2 separate regions of the Mus musculus genome follow, and region 2 is linked to region 1. Evidence: chromatin contacts called from public HiChIP or PLAC-seq data. All regions are on one chromosome and are shown on one strand. Each heading gives the region's core, a stretch centred on a gene start, on an enhancer-like site or on the middle of the called end of the contact. The rest is flanking DNA. Distances are from core to core; before and after follow the strand shown.

Evidence for each region. HiChIP or PLAC-seq counts read pairs in DNA pulled down with a chosen protein or histone mark.
Region 2: an HNF4G HiChIP or PLAC-seq map of pancreatic cancer cells shows a contact between it and region 1. The contact joins two enhancer-like sites. A contact is called at or near these places in 1 of 39 promoter capture datasets (embryonic stem cells), 1 of 15 datasets of contacts at CTCF or cohesin (liver), 9 of 484 Hi-C or Micro-C datasets (the G1E-ER4 cell line, LSK cells, the Patski cell line and 6 more), 7 of 115 datasets of contacts at active chromatin or transcription factors (embryonic basal ganglia, embryonic stem cells, extraembryonic endoderm stem cells and 2 more) and 3 of 9 other capture datasets (adipose tissue, liver and pancreatic islet).

Annotation. Positions count from the first base shown.
Region 1 is chr1:133,203,926-133,210,179 of GRCm38.p6, reverse strand. Gm51648 (a long non-coding RNA gene) reads left to right here. Exons shown (of 3, transcript XR_003948006.1): 2 at 445-554; 3 at 1,782-2,448. It also overlaps a transcript of Plekha6 not described here. Among named protein-coding and RNA genes, the nearest start is that of Gm51648, 7.1 kb to the left of the region's middle. Within about 2 kb of position 4,984, at least 26 of the 459 cell types and tissues checked have an H3K27ac peak or open chromatin away from gene starts, as enhancers often do. A contact at or near this core is called in pancreatic cancer cells, where this site is marked.
Region 2 is chr1:133,293,628-133,299,727 of GRCm38.p6, reverse strand. It overlaps Plekha6 (pleckstrin homology domain containing, family A member 6), which reads right to left. Exons shown (of 27, transcript NM_182930.2): 23 at 5,855-6,022; 24 at 5,641-5,774; 25 at 5,020-5,165; 26 at 685-808; 27 at 1-19. The coding sequence ends at 693. Among named protein-coding and RNA genes, the nearest start is that of Golt1a, 13 kb to the left of the region's middle. Within about 2 kb of position 4,372, at least 54 of the 459 cell types and tissues checked have an H3K27ac peak or open chromatin away from gene starts, as enhancers often do. A contact at or near this core is called in pancreatic cancer cells, where this site is marked.

The DNA.
Region 1 (6,254 bases), core at 3,735-6,234:
CCGCTCTCCATTCACATGTGTGAGTCACCTGGCCAAGCTCTCTACAGAAGCAGCTCTAGGATGCTCTGCGCAGGAGCGGGGGAGAGAGAAATACAGTGTTGCACTAGCTCACTTTGTTTACTCTCGCTCTGGGATGCCAGAGGCCGCAGCATCCAGGCTGCTTCATTGTCTGGGCTCTTTCCCGCCTGATGTTCCCCCGCTTCTCTGTCTCCCTCGGGAGGCCCACCTTGTAACTCCAGCAACCAGCATGGGAGAAAGAGCTGGGCTAGCTAATAAGAAGGAGCTGTTTCTAAGAGTCCAGGAGCTCAGATGCCTTCCTGGCTGGAGCCTCTGGCTCACTTAACTCCAGGAGGTACTGACAGCCTCTGGTTGATTGGCTTCCTTTTCTGCCCGGCAGGTTCTTGTTTCATTTTCTTACCACAGATTTCCATCTTCGATCTGCAGGGGCAGATGGGTGAACAGCTGAGCCAGGCCTCGGGGACCTCAATTTCTCCCGGGGAGGAGACTCATCCACCCAATTCTCCAGGCTCAAACCTCGGGGGACCTTCTCGAGGGTAAGAGACAGTCCAGGCCTCCAAGAGGGAAAAGTACCAGGAGCAGGTCTAAGCCAAACCCTGATCCTCCACACTCCTTCCCCGATCCTATTCCTCAGAGAAGGACAGGACAGCTACAGGGCAGCCAGATCCTACCCCAGGACAGTCCACTCACTGTGCTTCGGAGAGTAAGGACCCTAACTTCTCTAGACACAACGCCATTGTCCTAAAAAACAATGTTAACTTTCTGATAAGCATGGCCAATGGGAAAAGAACAGAAATCGCTCCTGAGTTCTGCATGGCCCTCCTTGGCGACCGACACAAAGCAAAGAAGGTATAGACTCTAGTCTCCACAGCATACAACCAGCTGCTGCCTGTCTACCACTTGGTTAGGCATCAGTTTCCAAGAGAAGATTTACATAACAATCGAGAACGCATAGCTATGCTACCTTCGTTGTCCCTTGCACCTTGCTGAGTTCCTTATTTAATAGTCATAAAATAACAGGGTGTGGTGGCGCGCACCTTTTAATTCCAGTACTCAGGAGGCAGAGACGAGTGGATCTCTGTGAGTTCAAGACCAGCCAGGATACATAGTGAGACCTCGTCTCAAATATTTATAATTTTGGCCCAAGGCCAAGTAATTAGAAAGAGGTCTAAGCCGGGCATGGTGGCACACACCTTTAATCCCAGCACTCGAGAGGCAGAGGCAGGTGGATTTCTGAGTTTGAGGCCAGCCTGGTCTACAAAGTGAGTTCCAGGACAGTCAGGGCTATACAGAGAAACAGTGTCTCGAAAAACCAAACCAAAAAAAAAAAAAAAAGAAGAAGAAGAAAATGTTCTAACAGTAAGCTACACCGAAGCAAGCCTCTCCCCTCTCCCTCTCCCCCCTCCCCCTCTCCCCCTCCCCCTCCCCCTCTCCCTCTGTATGTGTGTGTGTTTGCGCATGTGCACATGCATGCACGCATCCTTTATTAACTGCAGATTAGGTCACAGGCAGCAGAAATCTCTAGGGACAGGCTATGGACAGCCAGGGGAACCTCATGACTAATCATTAATTTAATTAAATGTAGCTGAGCTGTATTTCACAACTAACTAAAAGAAAGAAGTTGTTGAGAATGTCTCAGGCTTTGCCGCCCTTCACCAGTACCACAACTTGAAATCTGTCTGAAGAGCAAGGCATAAGATGGTCAGGTCTGACTTTGGACCTAGTACTGACCTCCCTGCCTTCTCCCCTTTCCCAACCTGCAGAGGCCAGAATGGGTGCGAATGAGCCACCCTGTTGCCGTCTGGTCTCAGCTCCTACAACAACATCTCCCGGAGGAAGAGGCCTCTTTCTAAAGCAAGTGATCACTTACTGTGAAATCAAAGAAGCAACGTCTAATTAAAGGGAATAATTAATGGGCAATTAGTCTGTAATGAATGAATGGGCATAGGCAGTGATCACCAAGGCTTCTGACATCCCACAGAAAGAAGCGATACAGCATGTCCTGATAGTGCGGGCAGACACAGGAGAGAGAGGGTCTTACCCTGCCCGCCCCACTCCTCCAAGTAAAGCCACCAAAAGACTCTTTGGTCTTGATCAAGCCCTACCTCTAGCTGCCTTTGCAGGTGATACAGAGACAGCAGAGTGTGTCACATACTGTGCTGAGGGTTTGGGGATTCGGTTCCCCAAACCCAGGACAGGAAGAGTGCTGTGCAACAGGTAACCTAGTTCCTTCAGCAACACATCACAGGAAAGAGCGCAGATAGGAGTCACCTGAGAGCCGTGACAGCTGTCACAACATTCAGACCTTATTTGGAGCCAAATCAAAAGGAAAGATCTATTTTTTAAATATGATGGACAGAGAAATGCAAATACTAGTAAGACTTGTTAGCTCTGTTTAGGTATTTTGATATTTTAGATATTTTGATGTTTTCCTAAGAGTCAGCACCTTTAGAGATGAAATAATCAGCTGTCTAGGTTTTTCTTCAAAATAATCAGAAGACAGAAAAAAAGGACTAGGAATGGTGAAAGCAAGACCAGCCGTGAGCTACTTCAAATGATCAAACCTTGGCATAGGAGGGTTACGACATCGTCCACTTTGCTCTTACACGTGCTTAAAAGTTTTCATTTAAAAAATTAATTGGGCTGGTGAGATGGCTCAGTGGGTAAGAGCACCCGACTGCTCTTCCGAAGGTCCAGAGTTCAAATCCCAGCAACCACATGGTGGCTCACAACCATCCGTAACAAGATCTGACTCCCTCTTCTGGTGTGTCTGAAGACAGCTACAGTGTACTTACATATAATAATAAATAAATAAATAAATAAAAATGTGCAGTCCAGGAATGGCCACTCCTAGATTAAACCTTGCTCTAAAGACAACACAGACAAGAAGCATAAAAGCGGCATTATAAAAGCAAAATACAGGAAGACACAGAGTTCCATCAGGAAGATAAGCCACAGCAGTACAACACTCTACAGCTGTATGTGGTAAACCAGATAGCTCTCCGAAACAAAAAAAGGGGTAAGCAGAAGAAGGCTAGAGACAGAATACTGACTCGGATGGCATGCAAAATTGGGGGGGGGGATTAATTGGGCTGGTGAGATGGCTCAGTGGTTAAGAGCTCTGACTGCTCTTCCAAAGGTACTGAGTTCAAATCCCATCAACCACATGGTGGCTCACAACTACCCATAATGAGATCTGACATCGTCTTCTGGTGTGTATGAAGACAGCTACAGTGTACCTATTTACAATAATAAATAAATCTCTAAAAAAAAAAAAAATTAGCGGGGCAGTGGTGGCGCACGCCTTTAATCCCAGCACTTGGGAGGCAGAGGCAGGCAGATATCTGAGTTCCAGGCCAGCCTGGTCTACAGAGAGAGTTCCAGGACAGACAGGGCTACACAGAGAAACCCTGTCTCAAAAAAAAAAAAAATTAATTAATATAAATCACCAGGTGTAAGAGATGTCTCAGTCAATAAAGGTCCTGTCATACAAGCCTGAGGACCTGAGTTTGAGTCCCAGGCACCTCTTCAAAAGGCTTCCAGTGGCAGGAGTCGGGTCGGGGGTGGGGTCAGGGACTAGATCCCTCAAGCTCATTGGCTGTCCAGCCTAGCTAAATTGATAAGCACCAGGCTCTGTCTCAAATAAATAAATTTATTTAAGTATATAAATCAGAAGCTAAACCCAGTGGCAGAGGCCTGTAATTCCAGGCTGGGACAGGAGGATAATAAATCCATGGCCTTCCTGGCCAAGAGTCCAAGGGGGTGAGAGACAAGATGACTAAGCGGATTAAAGGCACCTGCAGCAACGTGAGTTCAATCCCTGGAATCCAGAGCCCACTCTGGGAAGGAGAGAACTGACTCGCACAAACTATCCTCTGACTCCATATGTGCCTTGTGTGCACTCGTGAACACACGCACAATGGATAAATAAAAGTCAACTTTTTTTTTTCTATTTAAAACGTGAATTCAAGAGCAGCCTGGACATCTTGGTGAGACTTGGTGGTCCATGCCTCCATGAGTTCAATGTCATCCTTTGCTACACAGAGTTGCAGGCCAGCCTAGACCATGGGAGAACATAGCTCAAAAGCCAAATAGATAAAATAAATGGCAAATCAAGTGAACTTGTGGCCAGGATTTAACAAACTCCTAGAAACTGGCCAGGTCTCTAGCTCTGGCCTGGGGTACCTTTTCTGTAGCTACCTGAACACATGGGGCAAGAAACCAGGGTGCTAGCCGGGCAGTGGTGGTGCACACCTTTAATCCCAGCACTTGGGAAGTAGAGGCAGGCAGATTTCTAAGTTCGAGGCCAGCCTGGTCTACAGGATGAGTTCCAGGACAGCCAGGGCTATACAGAGAAACCCTGTTACAAAACAAACAAACAAACAAACAAACAAACAAAAAAAACCAGGGTGCTATTCCCTTTCTGGCAGAACTATTGCACTATATCCTCGTGTTCTCTCTCTCTCTCTCTCTCTCTCTCTCTCTCTCTCTCTCTCTCTCTCTCTCCCCACAGAGTCTCTCTGTATAGCTCTAGCTGTCCTGGATTTGCTTTGTAGAGAAGAGCCCCCTGCCTCTGCCTCCCAAGTGCTGGGATTAAAAGCGTGTGTCACAGCTTGTACCCTCGTTCTCTACAGCTCTTGGTCCTGCCAGCACCACCTAAGAGAAACTGGCAGCCCCTGGGCATGTCATCTTCAGAAGACAGGTCCCGCCCTTCCTTCCCTGGAACAGCCATCTCTGAGGGCATCACCAGGCCCAGGTGCAGTTCCCTCTGAACCAGGGTCCTGAGGCAAGCCCTCTCAGCAAAGCAGCACTTGTAACAGCTGGGTGGGCTTTGCGGCCTCTCTGCCTCCATCAGTGGACAGCAGCGGGACATGGGGATAGAAGGAAGGGTAGGTGTGGGAAGGACAAGGCCACACAAGAACCAAGAACTCAAGCCTGTGTTCCAGCCCCGCCCTGCCAAGACAGCCAAGCCCCGCCAACCCTCCTTGAACAAACACCCCCCACGCTGAAGGCTGCACCCTCTTCAGCACTTCCTGGTGCTACTGATCGGGAACGAAGGGAGGGGAGAAGGTTCCGAAGCTAGAGACTGAGGGAGAAGGGAATCACAAATCTGAGCAAACGCAGAACATGAGGGTAGCCGGGGTCCTTTGAAGGAAGGAATCAGGAAAAAGTGTGCCTTGTCTGGCATGTTCTGGAGTTCAAATTTGTTAAGTAAATAATTGACTAAAGAGAGAAAGGGAGATAGTGTCAGCAGTAGGGAGTGAATGGAGAGAGGTGGAAGGAGAGGATGCCCCTGGAATAGGTAACCCAGGCAATAGCCAGCTCAGCCAGCCTCCTGTCTGGTCCCCAACAGCCCCAGACCGGTATCCCCAGCCCTTACCGACCAGGAAATGTGTGTGTGAAAACCACCTCGTGCTGCCAATAGTCCACTTCCCACATGCGCGGAGCAGGCCACTCTAGCCAGAGCCACAAGTGCCCTCCTCTACCTGCTCCTAAGATGCAAAATGCCAGGAGATGCTCCACCCCAGATCCCAACAGCCAATCAAAGAAGCTGGCCCAGAGCCTGCCCTCTTGGGACACATTGCCACAATATTCAACCGCTGGGCTTGTTCCATATGCATGGCCATGCTGTGCAGTCACGAGATGACCCACCACAGACCTGCCTCTAGGTTACGTCCGCCTCCTGCTTCCTTGCTCTCAATGATCTTCAGGGACCATGGGGCCCAAGGTCCCCGTGAATCAACCTTCCTCAAAGCCAAGGGCAAGCAGGCACAGATCCAACTCTTAGATGATGAGGCAGTGGCCAGCGAGTCAAGGAACCTTGCAACTCACTCCAGCTACTATCCTGATGCCGGAATGAAAATCCTGGCTCTGCCACTTCATGCTTTCATGACTCCGGCAAATCACTGAATGCTTCAAAGTGACCCAAGGTCACTGTGACCCTTTCCTTCTGTCTGCATCCTCAGAAGGATGGGAACGTGCACAGAGAGAAAGTGCTGTGGCTCTTAACAGCAAAGACGCTCTATAAACGCAGGGTATCGTTATCATAAATGAGAGGCCCTGCCCACACAGCAGGGAGGGCACAGGTTTCTGTCAGGCTCGGCAGTACCCCACTGTATGAGGATTAGACAAATGCAAACCAAGCCAGAGGGCACCCAAGCTCTAAGCTCACTCCAGAACTCTGCCCAGAGACACGCCCCCCCCCCCCAGCTCTATGGGGAAGGATCTGAAGAGTG
Region 2 (6,100 bases), core at 3,123-5,622, 90 kb before region 1:
GCCTCAGCCAGGGCTTGCACTAGAAAAAAGAAAAGCCAGTGAGAAGTGATCCCAGGGTGGCAAGCTCCAGCCAGCTTCTCTAGAGAATAAAATGCTTCGTTACAAAGAGCTGGGGAGCCATTCCTTCCCTAACCTGGACAGAGTGGAAAGGAGGGTAAGTAGTCAGGGTTTCCCTGCCCACTCCATTCTGGATACAAGGCTCTGTGCTTTGGTGGGAAGGAAGAGCAAGGCTATGCTACTTGAGTGCTGCCCTCAGTTACATTAATGTCTGGGAGTGGAGACTCGGCTGCTAGGGGCCTTCTTAGGGTTCTGTGGCAGGGTTGCTGGGGATCTTGCTGGGGAATGAAGCTGATTAGCAGACCGGAAGTATGGGGTGGCAGATACGGAGGTAGGGGGCCAGGGAAGTACCTTCCCGAGCAACAGACAGGTGTGGGATTAGCACCATTCTCTTCTGCTTGCAAAGAAGCAGAGTCATTGGCATCACCATATCTAAGAAGCAGCATCGCCAGTCACCTGCAGCCAGTACTGCTCGGAGACATTGGTGGCTCAAGCGGACAAATGGAAGGGAACATTGCGCACAGGGCACCAGGATGGGGAGAAGCAATGGGAGGGTATCATGACTCAGTGGGGTGGGGGAAGGGTCCCCTCCCTGGGGTGCATGAAATACAGTAGAAAAGTGCTTACGTCAGAGCTCAGACCCGCATGGTATGGCTGCTGTCGGCGCCCCGTGGGCGGTCAGACGAGAGGGGGTTGACTGGTGGAGTCGGGGAAGCAGGGGAGGTGGGAGGGCTGGGGGTGGCACACTGCACTGGAAACAGAAATGAACAGGGGAGTGAATAGGAGACAAAGGATGCTAGGGGAGGAGACTGGGTGCCCAGAGCAAGCGAGGCCACTCCCCGGGCAGGGAGCGAGGCAGGGAGGCAAGCAGAGAGAAAAGGTGGGCTGGGAAGCTTGCTCAAGCAGAGGCATAGCTGTCCTTAATTCCCAGGGTGCAGTGGAGAATAGAGAGATCCCAGAGGAGATCCGGCCACACCCAGGCTCCGCTAAGAAGCTGGGTGATGGTGCTCCAGGCTGAACCCCATTCTGGGATAAAGACTCCCTTCCTGTCCACGCACTGGCTTATTTATTCTACCCTGTGCAGACAGAACGAAGGGGGACCCAGCCACTTTACACCATCTACGGCAGCTTCACCCATGATAATGATTAATAGTGCAATAAAATCACACCAGTCCACGGCATCGGGCCGCCACTTAACAGAGAGGTAGGACAGCCAGCAGGATAATCCTTTCCAGAGAACACAGTTTCCTGACTAGCATAAAGTCTCGGCGGGACTAGCGGCTCAGAATGAACCTCCCCACGATCACGTGAGAACCTGTTCCGACCGATCCGGCAGAGGACCTGCAGGCCACACTTGGGAAGTCATTTTGAACTTTAAAACTGTGACGTTTGGACTGACGTGATTTTACTTTATTATCATCATTTCATGTGAAGAACAGCAAAGGGGAAAGACAGTAACAGGAGAGTCCTCTAGGAGGACACCAGACTCTTGCGCATCCTCGGTATAGCCAAGGCAGAAGGATGGCAGAGAGAGCGTCCCCACTTGGGCTAGGAGAAGAACCAGACCTCGGCCAGGAGTCACGCCGCATCTCCAAGATGCGCCATTAAACTTCCAACTCCTTGCTTCCTACCCTGGCATGGGCATCATCGCCTTCTCTGAGCTCTGTGCAACAGGGCCCATGTGGCTCCTGCTCTTGCTACAGGCTCCTGTTGTTGCTATGGGCATATCCCCAGGATGTGTATAGCCCAGGTTGCTTCCAGTGGTTGTGAGCTCAGGTCTCCTTCATATAATGCTATTATGCCCGGGATCTGACAGCACCACATGGGTACACTCATCTTACACAACTCAAATATGTGTTTGTTCACTTTCAAGCCTCGGTACTTCCATGTGATCCAACATACCTGTCATCTCATAGGCAAAACCACTCACAAATGCTTCCCAACACATTCATGTGTATATTACCGAAGAAGTGTTACTCATGGGTCATGTTCAGATTCTAAACCTGTCAATAACCCCGACAAGAAAGCAAAGAGGCTCCCTGGGAAGCCAAAATGTTCTAACATCTACCTACAGAGTTCTGTGGATCCGGCCACTGTTATTCTGAGTTCTAACAAGTGCTGACCTGTTGGTGTTCTGAGCCTCAGATTGGAAATAGAAAGCCGGGGCTGGAAAAGGGACAGAGGGGGCATTGAAAGGCCCTGCATAGCTCTAAGAAGGCACAAATGAAGAGAGCACAGCGCCTTTATGAAAAGTGAGGATGACATATGAGCAGGAGGGGACCACACTTAGATACAGAGAGAGTCACACAGGGACAGCAGCTCCTGGGCTCATGCCTTCAACACAAGTCAGGGGCATAGGGATACTGACAGTATTAACTGAGGAAGGAAAAGACGACAGTTATGTGAATATCATCTCTTTAACGAAACAGACACGTGAAATATATATTGACTATACCCACTAAAATGCGTTAAGTTCAAGTGTGTGGTAAGCACATGTTGGACAGATGTGGCACTTCAAAGCGTGAGTATTTGCATGCGTGAGTAGCCACACACATTTATGAGTGCATTCACCCCACCCCTATGCACAGATATGTTTACAAGTGCTACAGAGTGTACACTGCGCACAACATTCGGGATAGATCATGGCATTCCTGACACATGAAAAGCCAGCCACATATAAATATGCACATTCCTAGATGTTACCTCTACCTGCATACTGGATGTGCATACACACACACACACACACACACACACACACACACACACACACGCAGATGCATCCCCACATTTCCCCTCAAACATTCCTTTCTCTCCCACACAGATCATCTAAATACACACAGATACACATCTGCGAACATTGCCAGATACATGACATCTGTGCCAGGTACACAGACTCAGAAATGCCGCATCGCATCGTCTCATATGGTATACACTGAATCTGCACACAGCAGTTTGGCAGACTTACAAACAGAGCACTCACTGATTAGGTTGTCCATGACACACACACCCATGCCAAGCCTGCTGCTCTTGGGACCTATGCCCAGCCACTCTCCCTCCCAGTGTCCTGGGTATGAACCTACGCCCACGCTGCTAATCCACACCCATGTGCCCAGGAGTAGTGCTTGCTCTAGGGCCTCCAGGCCATGGGCCAAGGATAGCGGGGCAGCGGGCTAGGGCTGAGGTCTGGTGCTCCCATAGCCATTTTTTGAATTGTTGGAGGTTTTGGCAATAGCACGATGACCATTTGCTTTCAGCACACAGACCCTGAAATGTAAGCCCGTGTATTGTCAAGGGAAATCGGATAGGCCCCAGAGGTTTGTTTCCATGAAACCTGGACTGTTGGGTAACAATGCAGAAAGCCAGATCCGTGGCAGGGCAGGGGGAGTTTTTAAGCATGCTATGTGCTACCCTCTTGAAATGGGAAGTACCTTTTGCTCAAAGCATGTGGAATTTGACTCAAGTTCAATGTCAGTTCGAGTTACTTTTGAAAAGTAAGGACAGCATCCTACTCTGCAGCTAAACTGGTTCTGCTGCCTTAGCTCCAGGAAAGGAGATGGCCCCTCATAGCTCTCAGCACCTGTCTGTGCAGAGCCGGACACTGGAGCACCTGCGACCTCCAGTGCCTCCCCAGCCCTCCATCCTGAAGTTCATTGTTCCTAATTACATCAGCTTCTCCCTGGAGGTTTAACTGATACTTTCTTTGTTGTGACTGACAGCCCTCTGGTTGTAACGTACATATATCAAGTTAGAAACGGCACAGAGGGGTCTCGTTTCAACTTCAGCTCTTACTGGTTCAAGCATCTCTACCGAGCACCGCAGCATCACCGTTGTCCCAGCACTAAACACCAGGCACTTGGTGAGGGGCTGCCTTCGGCTGCTTCTGACCCTTGCACCATCTGAACTGAAGGCAGGTGTTCTGAATTTTACCACTGAGGAAATGAAGGCTTGGAGCCCCATCCCTCCTGATTCCATCTTTATCTGCTTGCTCCTGCCTCGTCAGGACTAGCGTAACCGTGGCCTGTAACCTGGTCTCTCTCACTTCTGCTCATCACCTTAAGCCACGGCCGACTTCATATCATTCCTCCTAACTGTGGCCACTAAAGTCCACACTTTGTGGGCGTGGTGGTGTGTGCCAATAATCCCAGCACTCAGAAGCTTAAGCAGGAAGACCTAAGGTTCTAGGCCAGGCTGAGTTACATAGCCAGACCCTGTCTCAAAAACGAAACAAAAGAAGATGGTCCTATTATGTGTGGATGAAGCTAACCACGACCTTATCTGCCCCTCCCATTCATACAGACTCCCCTTCATTGAAAGCCGGGCCACATTCCCCTCCTCCAGGAGGCTACTCTAGCCTGTGGAAGTCAGTCCAGTGACTTCACCTCTATGGTATCTAATTGGGACCTTTGTGTCAGTGTGAAGTCACTTCCTCTTCCTAGCAGGTCTCTTCTTAGGAAAGTTAAGTTGGATCAGCAGCCAAGATAGAGATGAAATAGCTCTCAAGTCCTTGTCTGCCTTGTCTTTTTTGGGGGGGAGGGGAAGGAGGGGGATCATCTTTCCATTCTTCTGTTTGCATGTAGCAAGGAAGAAAAGCAGAAGGAATCCTAAACACCTAGTCCTCTCAGCCATGGTGGTAAGTGTGATTATGCTTCCTAAGGAAGTGCCATTGCCTTCTCTGTGACTTTCCAGAGGCACATGGCCCCAAGTTCCCTGCCGCCTCTGACCAGTCCTCTATAAAGTGGCTGTGAGCATCATGACAGCTAAGCCCCTGGAGGTCGGCCACTCTGGCCCCTTCGTACTGAGCCTAGCACAAACCCAGTGCTTAGTGAATGCTCGGTCTGACCCTATGAACCACCTCCTTGGCCTGGCGTCTCTCCTGAGCCTGCCCCCCTGGCAATGCTGCACTTCCTCCCCTACACCTGGTCAGCTGGTGTCCCTGGCGGAGCGAGGCCCAGCCCCTCTCACCAGACAGCATGCGGCCCCTGCGGGAGGCCTCGGTCGCCAGGGCACAGGAGATTTCAATCCGCTTCTCCTGCTCCTGCAGCTGGCTCTCTGAGTCCTGGGGCACGTCCACAGAGTCCCCCTCGCCGATGGGCACCACGTTCTGCATACTGAAGAGGCACAGACACACAGACATGGAGGGAGGGACAGCATGGTCCAATTGGCTTGGGGAGGCCTGCGCTGAGGTTGGTGGGGAGGGCCAGGGGCCTTTGAGTGTGCAGCCTCTGGTGCCCAGCAAGGCTGTCCCTAGGAGTGAGGGAGACCCTGGCAAGACTGTTAGGACCCCTACCCTCAATGTTCTCAAATGAATTTTCAAAGGTTCAAGTGAACATGTGGGGCAGCCTTGAAGGGGCGGAGGATGAGCAGAGAGGCACCCTCTGGTTTGTGCACAAGCCCAGCAGGTCTTTCTAGGGACCAGACCAGCATCCTCATTTCTGCCAGATGTCTGGGTATAGTCTGCTGCCTCTGGCCACTGCTTTTATTTTCTCTACCCTGGGGAGGCAAGGTGCCTCCGAGATACCTAGTGCCCAAGGAACCTGGGTACAGGGAGGGCAGTGGAGTGGCTGGCTCGCCTAGGCCTATTACCTGGATTTGGCAATGAGCGTCTTGATCCTCTCCACCTTCTTCTGCTTCTCCTTCAACTCCTCCGGGCTCAAGGGAGTGTCAGGTTCCAGGTCAATGTACCGTTCAGGGATGAGGACTTTGTCTGGAGTAGAGAGCTGTGGAGAGTCTAAGGTCACCGCCTGCATCCTCCCATTCAGGCCATCCTCCTGCCACGGCCCCTCCCGGACCCACTCACCTCCTTACTGATGTCCACATCGTAGTGCTGAGGCTCCAGCTCCATCTTGCGGAGCCTCGCGATCTCCTCCCGTGGTGTCTCATATGCCTGACCACCAGGTTCCTCGGCTCTCAGGGCTGCCTCCAGGTTGGAGATGTCTACTTCATGGATGCTGCGGTGACGGCGCACCTGGGGGACAGCACTGTCATGACCAAGTCACTTCTACCCACATCTCCCTCCAGGCAGTTCCTACTATTCCTGTGTATG